2 separate regions of the Mus musculus genome follow, and region 1 is linked to region 2. The links are chromatin contacts, called in public HiCAR-type maps. All regions are on one chromosome and are shown on one strand. Each heading gives the region's core, a stretch centred on a gene start, on an enhancer-like site or on the middle of the called end of the contact. The rest is flanking DNA. Distances are from core to core; before and after follow the strand shown. Region 1 overlaps Gm34790 (a long non-coding RNA gene). Region 2 overlaps 4930467J12Rik (RIKEN cDNA 4930467J12 gene).

What was found. HiCAR-type assays count read pairs that join an accessible place to other places.
Region 1: a contact with region 2 is called in a HiCAR-type map of fibro-adipogenic progenitors, with 2.7 times the contacts expected there. The contact joins two enhancer-like sites. A contact is called at or near these places in 5 of 39 promoter capture datasets (HPC-7-derived erythroid cells, cranial neural crest, embryonic stem cells and 2 more) and 1 of 115 datasets of contacts at active chromatin or transcription factors (fibro-adipogenic progenitors).

What each region holds. Positions count from the first base shown.
Region 1 is chr13:114,787,031-114,794,120 of GRCm38.p6, forward strand. Gm34790 (a long non-coding RNA gene) reads right to left here. Exons shown (of 3, transcript XR_382937.4): 2 at 1,100-1,209. Among named protein-coding and RNA genes, the nearest start is that of Gm34790, 28 kb to the right of the region's middle. Within about 2 kb of position 1,476, at least 8 of the 459 cell types and tissues checked have an H3K27ac peak or open chromatin away from gene starts, as enhancers often do. A contact at or near this core is called in fibro-adipogenic progenitors, where this site is marked.
Region 2 is chr13:114,582,953-114,590,304 of GRCm38.p6, forward strand. 4930467J12Rik (RIKEN cDNA 4930467J12 gene) reads right to left here. Exons shown (of 2, transcript NR_152116.1): 2 at 3,560-3,928. Among named protein-coding and RNA genes, the nearest start is that of 4930467J12Rik, 20 kb to the right of the region's middle. Within about 2 kb of position 1,904, at least 35 of the 459 cell types and tissues checked have an H3K27ac peak or open chromatin away from gene starts, as enhancers often do. A contact at or near this core is called in fibro-adipogenic progenitors, where this site is marked.

The DNA.
Region 1 (7,090 bases), core at 226-2,725, 200 kb after region 2:
GTACTTCCCCGGTCTCTGTTAATTTACTCAGATGTCACTCAATGTTTCCTTAATTTGCTCTTCCATTCACTTCTTCACTCAACACATATTTATCAAGCACCTACTATAGGCCAGGCTGTAGGATTAGGGGACAGAGCAGTAGATAAAACCCTAAATGAGGTATGCGGTCTCTTGGGGGGATAAATGGTTATATGAATAGATAAATACAAAGAAAATCTGCCAGGTCCTGGTAAATGATTTGGGAGCCACAATCATACTGATATGGAGCAAGGCAGGATGCTGAGCTGCTGATAGGCACTGAGAGGTTCAGAAGAGGCTAATCTGAGCAAGATTGAAAAAAAATAAACTGAAGAAATCCAGTGGGTGGATGTTGGGGAGGTGGAGAAGACAGAAAGGGGATGTTGGACACGTTCAGGAATGGCTGAGAGGGCAGCATGTCTGGCTCTAGCAGATGAGTAAGATGGTTAGGGATGAAGCAGATGACACCAAATAAGGAAATCGAGAACAGATAGGGGACCTTGACCTTTTAAAGGCTCTGGGATTGGTTTTTAGATGAAAAGTGATCCCTGGAAGTTTATAGCAGAGACAGTGATATAATCAGACTTAAGTCTCTAAAGTATGGCTTTGGTCTTGTGTTCAGAACTAAACTGTAGAGGTCAAGTTCAAATTCATGGAGAATAATTAGGAGGCAACTGAGCAATGCCAACGCCAGATGAGTGTTCTCTTGGAAATACACAGATCCCTAGATGGAAAGCTACAGGGAACTATTGGCTGCTGAGAGAGGGAAACTCAGTCTTCCTCGGGAACCAGCCCCATAGTTGGTTATTCAGTACTCAGAACTCGGTTCTAAAATAAAATAAAGTAAGCAACAGTATACAGACTTATTAGCTTACACTTGTGTATTAATATCTATGTGCATGGCAAAATACTTTGATAGGGAGGTCACAAAGTGGAGCAGAGAAGACTTGGAAGGAGTTGGAAAGAGGTGAAGGAAGAGAAGAAAGACTGTAAATACAGTACTCATTAAAATTCCCCCAAAATATTAAAACTAAGAAATGCACAGATCCAACTCAGTTTGATGTCCAAACATGATGCTCACCTCCTGGTCGGTTTCTCCGAGTAGCATTTTCTTAGAACCACACGTAGTCGACTCTGATCTCATTTCTGTAAGTGGGCCAGCTCTTGTCCAGTCCACCTCCACCCAAAACACTGTCCAAGGAGAGGAAGACATTTGGCCTTTTGGCTCTAAACGATTTTTCTCTGTGCTTAAGAAAAGTTGCATTTGTAATGTTTTCCTCGCCCAAGGTAACCCTGACACTGGAGGCTTTCATGAAATTCTGTCTTCTGCCTGGATTTATCTTTTCACTTTGCATCCTCTTGGTCTTCACTGAGGTAGACCCGGATTGGTAACATGCACCTCACCAAAGCAGATGCTTCAGCTGGCGCTTGGTCTCCCTGCCCATCCCAGGGATGGATGCCTGAAAGAGTTATTCTTGCAGCTTACATGTGGTGAGTTACATCATCCTGGGAGTACCAGTACCCCATTCCTCAGCATTAGTAAAATTTGACTGGCTTCTCCTAGTTTTCAGACCTCCTACAACGTTCTCATTTCCAGCCCGGGAGTCATCCAGAGCCCATTTAGCAGCAATAATGATCAACAATCCTGGAGCCTTCATCCCATATTTCAGTTCTGACCACCTTCTCCCATTACCTATGCCAGAGGTTGCTGGCAACCCACCAGCCATATCAGCCCACAGATGTGCTTTGTTTGGCTGTGATAGTACTTGAAATGTTTTGAGTAGTTGCCAATGCTTAAAAATAATAAAATTTATATGAAAAAGTAAAATTTTCATTTATCTTGAGAAATTGGAAGACTTGGCTAAACCAGGTGTGGTGTTCACATGGCAACAGTCAGCAGGAACGGAGTAGCAGCTGCATCTTTTGACAGGCACTCTGGAGTTCTCTGCAGCCCACCCACATCTTCTACATTCTGTCAGGATCCCAACTAGCTAAAAACTCCCTACATATTTCAATGAAACACCTATGGCTTCTTCTCTTATTGGGCCTTATCACATCACCCTTTCCAGAATTATCCCATAGTTCAGTGATCCTAAGAAAAATCACGAGGGATAAAGAGCATAACATTTTTAGAATTAGACTTTAAATTTTAAAAAATAATGTCTCCTAACATGCAGAAAAGAACAAGAGACATAAATTACATGCAGGAAAAGTAGATTGTTTTCTCACGTCTTCTCAAAATGAAGGTCTGTATTGATTCTTGGTTAATGCATCCTAAGCAAGCATTAGACATACACTGTAATCTCTCTGTGGCCCTCTCTCAACCAGATGTCTCAGAAGACAACCAAGGCAGTGCGGCTATGGATGGGAAGGTACCGGTGCCACACTCACTATGGCTGCTTCTAATCTGCTAAAGTTTTTGATCATTGGACCATTTTCTGCTGCCGGAATGAAGAAGGAGATGTTCTCCAGTATCCCCACAGAGCTGATGAACAGTTCGCTCAGTGTGGTATAAATACATAAAGGATTTATTTCTTCCAGTCACTGCCTTCAACCATGCCTAATCCATTCTTCATTTCTTGTCACTTAATACCATCTGGGATAGATCCCATAAATTTCCAGTCACTTTGAGCCACTAAAACTCATTACACTTACTTTAAAGCATCAATCTCAATTTTTATTTTAATCCCTTCCCTCCCTTGGGAATCTTTCTTGTGTGGTCTTCATACAAGTCAAGTCTCTGGGTGGGTTCAGGAGGACCCTTCTACTCTGTGGTTGTCTGTCCAGGAGATCCAGCTCTTAACTATATGTCTTCTACTTTCACCCCTCATTGCCTAGTGCCACAAACCTATAGCTTCTTATTACCAGAATTTTGTTTGGAACAGTTACCGCCATGAACAAGGGCAAGAGATTTGAAAGCTGGCCACTTTTTGTAATACCTACTTGGACTACAGTCAGCTCAGTTGTCTTTGCCACAAGTGATGGTAGAGACGAACTACCTCTTTGTTTGTCCCCCGTCCCTCTTCCTCTCCTTGCCCACCCCATTTCTCTTCGGTGGTACTGGGAATTGAACACAGTACATGTAACTTACCTATAGGTAGGTGCTCTACCATTGAAGTATATTCTCAGCCTTCTTTTTACATTTTATTTTGAGATAGCTCTCCCTAAACTACCTAGACTAGTTTTAAACTCACTTTGTATCCCAGGGCAGACTTTGAACTTGTGACCTTCCTGCCTCAGCCTCTTGAGAAGCTTGGATTACAGGCCTGTATCACAGATCTAGCCCCGTTGACTGTCTTTGGCTGTTTATTTCCCAACCCAGACAGAAACATGTGCACGTTAAATAGTAGGGCTCACTCAGGCTTCTAGCCAGGAACTCTATCTTCTTCAAGAGTAAGAATCTGCAGGCTCCAGGCTCTGAGCCCTTCTTTTGAACCTTCTTGTTTTTGTCTCAGTGGAAGAGTACCTTCTTGTTCTCCCTGGATAGAAGAGATGAGTTATTTCTGATCCCAAACCATAAAGTTTCCTCAAAGATAAGGAGTCCATTGAGCCCCACCCTTTCCTCTCAGTACCCTTAGTTTGTAAAGACTAAACAAGTAGTTGCTTCAGTTCTTCAGCCTTTATTTATATCCTGATCAATTGAGTGATGCGATTGACCGATTGTTGACCACTCTCCCTAGAGTCATGTCTGAGAAAGCACTGCTCAATAACTTCATAGATTGTTCCATTTGGTAAATGAACTAGGGCACTTTTCACTAGGAGGGACAGAAAATCTGATCAAATATACTCTAGTAGTGAGGAAATGCGTTTATTGCCTCACCTATCTTACAAGTCTAAGCAGAAAAATGAACTTCATGCCACAATGATTCCCATCTCCTAAACCCCTCCTTACATCTTTCTGTAGATGAAGAAATAGTTGATCAAAGAATCACAGGGCTTTTGTGGAGGCCCCCAAGACTCACAGCATCAAGCGATACCTGTGTTCTTACAAATACCCTGGAATGTGACCTGGCTTTTGTACATGTCACTGACCACACTGCAGTGCTCAAAAATAAATTATGCTACCTCGAGAGTGAGTTGAAGTTTGGAAATTGCTTTCCTCCATCCTTTCCATCAAAGAAGGTCAAGCATCTTCCACATCCAACCATGCCCAAACATATTCACCTAGACACATACACAGACAGCAATGCATTTAGCAGAATTTGGACACAAAACGGAGGCACTTAGTGCTCTTGTTTTGTTTTTGTGTTTAAAGCAATACTGTATTTGTCCATTTTTTTAATTTAAACACATTCTAATATTGATAATGATGTTAATTCATATTTTTAACCTATATGCCCCACAGCAGCAGCAGCAGCAGGCTGGCCTGAAACTCACTCTGCAGCCAAAACTGGTTTCTAATCTTCCTGCCTCAGCCACCCAAGTGTTGGTGTTACAGGTGTGCACTGTCATGGCCTGTTTAACATTTACCTTTTAAATGAGATAATGCCACATTTAAATTTCATTTTAAGCAATCCGAAATGTTACTTTGGAGGAGAGAATAGTAACAAAGTTAACCTTCCCAAGCAACTATGTGTGTGCATTGAATATTTTGCATTACAGCATAGATACAGTAACAATTCACTATATCAAATTAATATTCTGATGATAAGATATCAACTAGCTCCCTCTGGTGGCACTGATGATTTAAGCTGTTGGAGAAGAAAGATGTATAAAACAGTAGTGAGGCTGTCATTTTTTTTTTTGGAAATACTTTTGATGTCTTTGAATTAATTACATAGGTGTTTTAATGCAAAAAGTCTAGAAAAGGAGTTAACAAAGGAGGAAGAATGTCTGCACAGATTTATACTCTAAGCCTTTTTCTTCTTTTCATCTGGCATTATTTGACTGTCTTAATTCAAATTAGAGCTTGTTTAACTAAGTACACTTATATTTCATCTCGAAGTTGAACTAGATTATGTTCATTACAATATAAGTGGAATGCTTTATGAATCCTATGGTAGAGATCCCATGGGGTCTTCATCTCAATTGTTCTCCTATAGCATCTGACCTATCGAAGATTCTCTTAATGCCCTTTTCCCTAGCGAACGGTTCTCACCGAGGGCTGAAGGAGTTCTCAGCAAGTGGGCAATCCTTCAGCAATGTCAGCAGCCACATCCACCTCCAGCTTCTTGGTATAGAAAGAACAATCCTACTTGCTCAAAACCGAACGTAATTTTTTGACTGTAGAATTGTCTGGCATTCAAGATACTTGGTCAGATGCCCAACCAATACTTTGGAGAATATATTCAAGTTCAGTCAGTTAGTTAGATTAGATAATCTTTCCTGTTTCAGATGATTCCCAACCTTGCCTTTTTAACCTAGCATCTAACATTTGGGTGAAGCAATGTCTGTTGACCTTTCTTTAGTCCTAACATGGTTAAGATGTTTCAAATCATACAACACAAATCTGTACCTTTGTCTGAAATTATCCCTCTAAGAAAACCCTTGGAATCTTGAAAGAGACATTTCTAGTGTACCCTGACGGCCAGTGGACCGTGGTAGTGATGGAAGATCCTTTCACCATAATTTTTAAGTGGTTGTACTTCAATGAGGTGTATATTGGCTAGTCCTCGCAGCAAGGTTCCCGGTATGGATAAGGGTGGCATTTTAATTCAGACTGATACATGGGCAATATGAAAGGTAGAAGCACACTCATTCCAGGGCCACATGGGAACATCCTGGGGTTAAGGGTAAGTGCTGTACCTGAAGCACAAATAGACCTGTGCTTTGTTCTTGTTAGACGAGAGGCCTTGAGTGTTTGCCTTCTCTTCTTTGCTTATAACATGTAAGCATGATCATCTCACCAGGCGTTTGTGAAATATAAATATTACTGAAAATTGGCTGCACAGAGTACGGAGTCTGACATTTAAAAAAAAAAGACTCTTTAAGGCTCTTTCTTCTCTTAGAGAAGGGAAGGAACAGTTTTAAAAGTGGGGTCATGGCAGGAAGTACTTGCTCTGTCTAAGACAAGGAAGGCAGATGACACGCTAAACACAAATTTCTTGTATATGATTAGATTGTGTCCACGCATTTTCCCTGATAGTATTATCTTGTGAGTAAAAGGATAATTCCTCCATCTTTCACGCTATTTTGTAATATTCTGCGCTGGCTTTACTGTTTGGGACACTCTTTCATCTATCAGGTTTGGCTTGGCACAGTGGAAGATCCTTAACTGCCCTGAAATTTCCATCTGTCTGAACAGAATCCCATGTTTTGTACCTACCTTCCTTTGCTCTGAGAACAGCATCGAAAGACAGTAGCAAAATCTGTCAGGAAACCTCAGCTTCCAACTTATCCTCGTGATTTATCTATGACGATCTAGTGGTATTCAAAAGATGCATAATTAAAGTCAAGTTTTAGAGGCTAGTGTTTGCAATTGTTCATTGAAATGGTGCCATCATGTGGTGTGAGTAGGAACAACATGCATCCAGCAAGCCAGTACTGCAGATAGCAAGTTGCTTTTAGTTTTTTTTATATATTTAATTTCATGTGGAAAACAAATGATAAAATGAACCCCTGAACCAAGTGATTAGCTATCAAGAATCCTGGACGATGTTCACAAAGCACTGTGCTGCTTTGGACTGTTTAGTAATTTGATTTTCTTCCTTTTCTTTTTATAGTTTATTGAGTGTCTTTATTTATTTATTTTTACTTATTTACTTTACATCCTACTCACAGCCCCTCTTCCCAGTCAGTCCCTCCCACAATACTTCCTCCTCTTCCTTTCTCCTCTGAGTGGGTGGGGGCCCCCTGGGTATCCCTTACACCTTGGCACATGACTCAGACAAGGCATCCCATCTAGAAGAACATATCTCATGTATAAGCAACAGCCTTTGGGATAGTCCCCCTCCAATTGTTCAGGACCCACCGGAAGACCAGGCTATACATCTGCTACATATGAGCGGGGAGGCCTAGGTCCAGCCTGTGTATATTCTTTGGTTGGTGGTCTAGACTCTGAGAGCCCTAAGGGTCCAGGTTAGTTGACTGTTGTTCTTCCTGTGGAGTTCCTATCCCTCTGGTGGTCGCAATC
Region 2 (7,352 bases), core at 654-3,153:
ACCTATATACCTTTGAATGAGAATTAACTTCTTCAGAAGAAGCAGACAGAGTATCCACTATGCGCTAGGTCAGGACATACAGCTGTTCACAGGGGCCATAGACCTTTGCTCTTTCTTTTGAATAGAATTTTAAAAACACTCATATCTAAAAACACAGGCTACTAAAAAAAAAGTACCGTGACTGATTTTATTATATGCAGGATATTAATGACAACAAGCATTTATTAATAATGCATGCTTTCCTGCTTACTAACAAATATTTCAAGGAACTAGTTGATATATATTTCCACTAACAGAGGACAAGCCAAGGCATAGGAAAGACTCTAGAGCTGGGGTTTAAAAAAATATGCTTTGCCCTTAGAATCAATTGTAAATTTAACACTTTGAAATTCACTTTGGAAACCTTTAACATGATGTTGGAGGGAGATATGAGATCCAAAAAAGAAACCTGGCGGTGATGTATGTCATATTGGGAGGGGGGTCATCAACTCACCATGCTCCTTAGTTACCAAGGTCCCCGGTGTTCTCCACTGTCTTTGGAGATCGAAGGACTTGGTGAAACTCCAGATTCTCGAACACCCCTTGCTTTGGCTCTGAAAATTTCTTTTCCTTGAAACACGTTGTTGTTTTTAGCAAGGGATGGACATTATTGCTTTAGTGTGTTTATTTAATATTTTTCCTTTACAAACCATTGTGAGCTCCCAACCAAGAAACACAGCATTTAAAATGAGAGGCCTCTGCATGGTATATGAAGCTTCATTTTTTTTTTTTTTAAGATATGGTCAATCCACGTTGGCTTTTATGAGTGATTAAGCTGAGGAGGTGAAAAAGGCTGATAGTGGCCTAGTGATATTGTAAGAAACGGGACACCTTGGCTAGAGTGACTAATTGATATTGTAAACAATTAAAACATCAATTGTTTTAGATGATACAATGATTTTCTGCTACTGTTTTAATTAGAGTGATGGATTGGAAATACTATGGGAACAGTAGATGGGAATTTGGGACTCAGGCACATGAAAGCTTGTTATCAATTCTGTCTACTATATTTTTATGTTTGTATCATAAATAGTTTTAGCATAAAGCTAAAAAAAAAAAAGCAAGGCATTTAAAACAATGTTCTACAATTTTTTTTCAGTCTTTTTTTCCTGTTTGTTAGCTCAAGCTTTAGGCCTAGAAACTGTGAAGCAACAACAGCAGGCCTAGAATTGGTGACCACCAGAGCTGTGTATTTGCTGTCATGGCTTTGTCGTGTGTCTGTGTAACTGTGTGTTACACAATATCTACATAGGACATTCATTAAATGGAAAATTCAAAACTCCTTTAAGTGCCCTTTAATGTCTTTCTTAAAAAACTTAAATTGCTATGCTTTGTTTTTCTTTTTTATTAGTTACCTGCAACCATGTAATAGCCCTTGAGACTTGGAAGTATATTTAATTCTCATTTTGTGAGTAGTCTTATCAGCACACTTACGAGCAAACGAGCTACTTTTACTCACTCACTAAAAGTTTTTTTAGGAACACTTTAGCAGCTTGCTATCATCCTCAGAGAGCGAAGTAAGGGCAGAAAGCAAGCGATAGGGATAGTTTTAACTCTCAGTCGATCCCTCTTCATGTTATCTTAACATTCCCATGAATTCTATTCACAATTTTTATTTCCTACTATAACCAAATCAAATACTTTAAAACTTAGGCATCATGGAACAAGTTCAGAAAATGAAGTGCCAGCTGGATTTTGGCACCATTCCGCACATATTTGTCATCAAGAGTCAAACATAATAGGGAAGAAATTAGCCAGATGAAAGCAGTTTGGTTTCACAGAAACGGAATAGACATCGTACAGTCAGTGCTGTGGAATTCTGGGTCCCACTTCCATCACCAGCACCCCCCTCCTCTAATCAGTTTCAGCAGACACGTTGGGTCGAATTAACACCCGGAAATGTTTCCCTACAGTGAAACCAAATCATCCTGCTTACGTCTCCCAGGTTTATTCATAGCTTATGTTTATGCATTCAATGTTTCGAAACTATTATAAGTGGCCTGTCACTGACTGATTCTCAATTACTATCCCCTTGGTGACTTTTGTCAGGAAGGTTGCCTAAATTTTTGACCCCCTAACGCATGTTTAGGTTGCTTTTGGGGGGCATTTTTGTGGGGAGAGGGTAGAGGTTGTCAAAGTTTTAATTCTATTTTTTTTTTTTTGGCATGGCTCTCTGTTATCCAGGACTTTTAGCAAAAAAGTGATCCCAGTTCCAGACAATGATTCGTATTTTCCTTCCTCAACACAAAATTTTGAGCTCCTCTCCTTACACACAGACTTAAGTTCACCCGATTCTCAGACATCATATTTTGGGGATTTCAGATAAAGCTGTGCGTGTCTAGATTGCAGAGCCGAATTGTTAGGGAAGAGTCATTAATTTGTCTAGAACAGAGTTGAAATGTATGTACAATGCCTGAGATCACCATGGCTTAGAATACAAGACTCCCACACCACTGAGGAAAGCAACAGGCAGTGTTCTTACGGTTGTGGCTTATTTATTGCCCTACATCACAGATTGAACACCGAGCTAAAGATTGCAGAGGATGCTCTGTTTTGGTGTCAGTAGGCACAGTTGTGACCGAGGAATAAATAATATTCAAAGATTACCCTTTCTTACTGGTAATTTCTAGGTAATTAATTTTTTTAAAGTTTATGTTGTTTAGAATTCGTAGATGAGCATTATATTTATATCATTTTTGTCCTCTCCCTTTTCCAACTTCTCCCATAACCCTCATCTGACCCCATAAATTCCTTTCAAATTTGTGACTCTCTTTTTTATTAATTATTATTGCTACATATGCATATTCACATATATGTGTACATAAATACAACATGCTGCGTTCATTTAGCATTGCTTGTATGTATATATGTTTAGAGACGATCACTCGGGATTAGATAACCTATCAGGGGGCTTCTTCCTGGAGAAGACTGAATCTCCCTCTCTTGGGAGCCATAGCTCTTCATCTAGGGGAGAGGCCTTTTGAGATTTCTCCCATCCATGTTGGCATACAAACTGATATTTTCATTGTGCTGGCCTTGTTTAGGTGACCATATTGTTGAGACCGTATTCTATGGCTGAATATTCTCTACCATGTATAGAAGATATTATCTCACTGCAGGCATCCTGGTCCTTTGGCTCTCAGTCCTTATGTCTCTTCTTCAATGTCTCATGAGCCTCAGATTGTATTGTACTGGGGAGAGGGCTGAGCCCATGGACAGTTCTTTTCTGCATTTTGACCAGTTGTAGGCTTCTGTACTTATCATTGTGTTCTGCAAAAAGAAATTTCTTTGATGCTGAGAGTTACATTTACCTGTGGTAATAAGGATAAACATTTAGAATGCAGTTAGAAGTTATATTGGTTTAGAAAGAGGGCAGTAATAGGTTCCTGGTTAGGCTTCATGGTCTCACTAGCCATGGATAGTTGTTGTCTAGGTTTACAATACCAGGCACACATTCCTTCCTATCTAATGGGCTGTTTGTAACAATCAAGGTCTGTGTCATATTTGTACCCATGGGATATCTTGACATACTGTTTATTACTGTCATTTATAGGGTTCACATCTGTGTAGGACTATTGATTTCTGCTTTTGCAGCTGACACGGTGCCTTTCAGAGACTGCGAAAGATAGTCTCAAGGAAGAGGCTTCTAGGTCATTGGCAGCTTTCTCTCCCCAAGTCCTGTGTCTGAAGTATGTGGTGTCTTCAGCAGTAGAGTCTTATTTGCCACCTTCAGATGTCATAACAGTTTTGCATCGTGGTTACCCTTGGAGTTACTCTGGGGATTAATGACCTTGCTAGTGGCAGCTCTGCAGGAGACAGGAGCAAATAGCATTGTATGCTTCACTTCCTTTGAATGTTGAGAATGGTTTAGTCTCTTCAGTGAAAAAGTCTAAGGAAAGAGGAAGAACAGTATAATGATAACAGTTGTGTACCAGTGCAGAGCTGATTATAACAACAAAAGAATCAATTCCTGTTCATCATATCATCAAAGAGATGGTTTACCTTGGTTCTAAATGGTAAATTCTACCAGATTAAGTAAATTAGTCTGCCAGTGGCCCTTAGGGAAAAAGAGAAGAAAGGAAGAATACTGAACATGTGAAAAATGGTGCTTCTGAATTTAACTATCCTCCATGTGTCCTTTTAATGGCAAATCTCTTCCTTGCTTTCCAACTGGGACAGCCCTCCCTGGACTACAAATACAGCTGAGATTACAGTTTACAATCTTTCAGTGATAGTGTTATTGTGTGTCTTAGGGTTTCTGCTGCTGTGAAGAGATACTATGACCATGGCAAATTTGGGAAGACTTACTGCCAGGCAGCCTGGAGGAGAGTTGAATTGTTTAACCTCACAGTGACACTCTTCCTCCAATAAAGCCACACATATTCCAACAAGGGCACCTCTCCTAATAGTGCCATTCCCTGGGCCAAGCATATTCCAACCACCACATTCCACTCCCTGGTCCCACTCAAACACATGAATCTATGGGGACCATACCTAGGCTTAGAATAATGAAAAATACATTTAGTCCAACTTCAAAAGTCCCATAGTCTATAACAGTCTCAACAATGCTCAAAAATCAGTCCAATCAATTAACTGAAATTCTGTATGAAATTAAAATCAAAAAAGCAGATCACATAACTCCAACAACATAGAATATATATTACCATTCCAAAACGTCATAGTAAGAAAATACTGGACAAACGCAAGACAAAAAACATGCAGGGCAAACTCCAAATTCTGCATCTCCATGTCTGATGTCAAAGCTATTTTTAGCTTTTTAATTGCTTTCATCTTTGTTGACTGCTGTTGGCAGATCTGGCAGTCAGCAGCAACAAACTTTGCTCTCTTCAGCTGGCTCCACTCCCAGGTATCTCATGGCTGTGATCTCTCTAACATCTTGGGGTAACCAAGGCAATGCCACACATGATATTCTGGGCTCTTCAAAAGGATTGGGTTAATTCTCTAGTTTTGCCCTCTGTAGCACTTCAAGGTCTGGTTGACTCCACACCACTCCACTGCTGCTGCTGTTCCTGGTGGTCATCTCATTCTACTGGCATCTTTAGCATGCTGGGGTTTCTCTCTGCAACTAGGCTTCACCAATTGCTTATCATAGGCTCCCTTTATGGTGTCAAGCCAAAACTTCTTTGCATGACCCTTTCGCTCCTGGGTTATCAACTGCAACTGAGGCTGCACCTTCACCAGTGAGCTTTTCTGAACTCTCACAGCGCCAAGTGTTTTCCATGACCCCTTTATGCTTTCAAAACCAGTACCATCTTGGTGATTCTTACATTACCAAGACTAACTGCCTCAGGAGTGGCTATATCAGGAATATAGCTTCTTTATGCTCTTGGAAAACACTTCCCAGATGATTTCACCTCAGTGATACTGGTCTCTTCTTAATCACTGATAGTTTCTTAGCTCCAGCTAACCAGTCATCCTTTCTATTTTCCCTAAAACCAGAGCCACATGGTCAAAGCTGTTGAGTCCTGCTGCTTACTGGAGCTGGAATATGGCTTCCCTTTTGTATTACATTATCACCAGTTTTCTGTTTCCAACTCCTTCACTGCCTAAATTTGGCTGTCCTGGAACTTGCTATGTACACTGACCTTGAACTCAGAGATCTGAATGTCTCTGTCTCCTGAGTTCTGGGATTAAAGGTGTTTACCACCCCACCTGTACCTAAGCTTTTCTCTACTTGGAACTTGATCTGTACCAGTGTCTTAGTTAGGGTTTTATTGCTGTGAACAGACACCATGACCAATGCAACTCTTATAAAGAACAACATTTACTTGGGCCTGGCTTACAGGTTCAGAAGTTTAGTTCATGATCATCAAGGTGGGAACATGGCAGCATCTGGGCTGGCATGATGCAGGAGGAGCTAAGAGTTCTACTTCTTCATCTGAAGACTGCTACCAGAATACTCACTTCCAGGCAGCTAGGATGAGAGTCTTAAAGCCCACACCCACAGGGAAACACCTACTCCAACAAGGCCACACCTTCTAATAGTTCCACTCCCTGAGCCAAGCATGTACAAAGCATGAATTGAACTCAGTCATATGCTTGCCTGTCTCCTGGGATTAAAGGTATATACTATCATGCCTGGGCCTAAGCTTTTCAGGGCCTCTGTTCCTCAAGATCCAGATCAAAAGCCTGTGTCTTCAAGCCCCAAGATCTGGATCACAACTGTGCTCTAAGTTTCTGGATTATAGTTCATTTCAGAGTAAAAGTCCAAATGAAAACAATGATCAAGTTTCATGTTCAACTGCAAAAGCATGAACAATAAGTTTAGCAGGGTGAGATCTTGCTTCTCTTAATTCGTTTATCTCCTTGAACACAGGATTCAGTTTCATTTTACTTCCTGGTGCCCTTTTATCCTTTGAATCATACATTTTGTATTTTTCCTTTCTAAGCTTGCTTCTCTTCATTAAAATGATCTTCATGAGAGCAAACCAGAGAACAAAGTCTATGTTGGGCTTTTCTGAAACTTCCTTTGTCAGTGCTATTAACTGAAATCTCTTTACTTCAGCCTCATGTGGAATCTTCAGACAAGGGCAAAAAGCAGCCATATTCTTCACCAAAATTATAAGAGCAGACTCTAGGCCACACAGTAAAATTCTTCTCCTCCGAAATCTCTTGAATTAGTAGGCTTACACAGTTCAAATCACCTCAGCACCAATGTCTTCCATATTCCTACTAGGGTGGCCCATGAAGCCCTACTTAAAGTATCCACTGTTTTCCAAAGTCCCAAGATTCACATTACTTCAAAAAAGCATGGTCAGGCTTATCATGGTAATATTTTAGTCCCTGATACTAATCTCTGTCTTTGTTAGGATTTCATTGCCGTGAAGAGACACCAGGACCAAGGTAACTCTTATAAAGAACAGTATAGAGAACTTCAGACCAATTTCTCTTATGAACATCGATGCAAAAATCCTTAATAAAATTCTCGCTAACCGAATCCAAGAACACATTAAAGCAATCATCCATCCTGACCAAGTAGGTTTTATTCCAGGGATGCAGGGATGGTTTAATATACGAAAATCCATCAATGTAATCCATTATATAAACAAACTCAAAGACAAAAACCACATGATCATCTCGTTAGATGCAGAAAAAGCATTTGACAAGATCCAACACCCATTCATGATAAAAGTTCTGGAAAGATCAGGAATTCAAGGCCAATACCTAAACATGATAAAAGCAATCTACAGCAAACCAGTAGCCAACATCAAAGTAAATGGAGAGAAGCTGGAAGCAATCCCACTAAAATCAGGGACTAGACAAGGCTGCCCACTTTCTCCCTACCTTTTCAA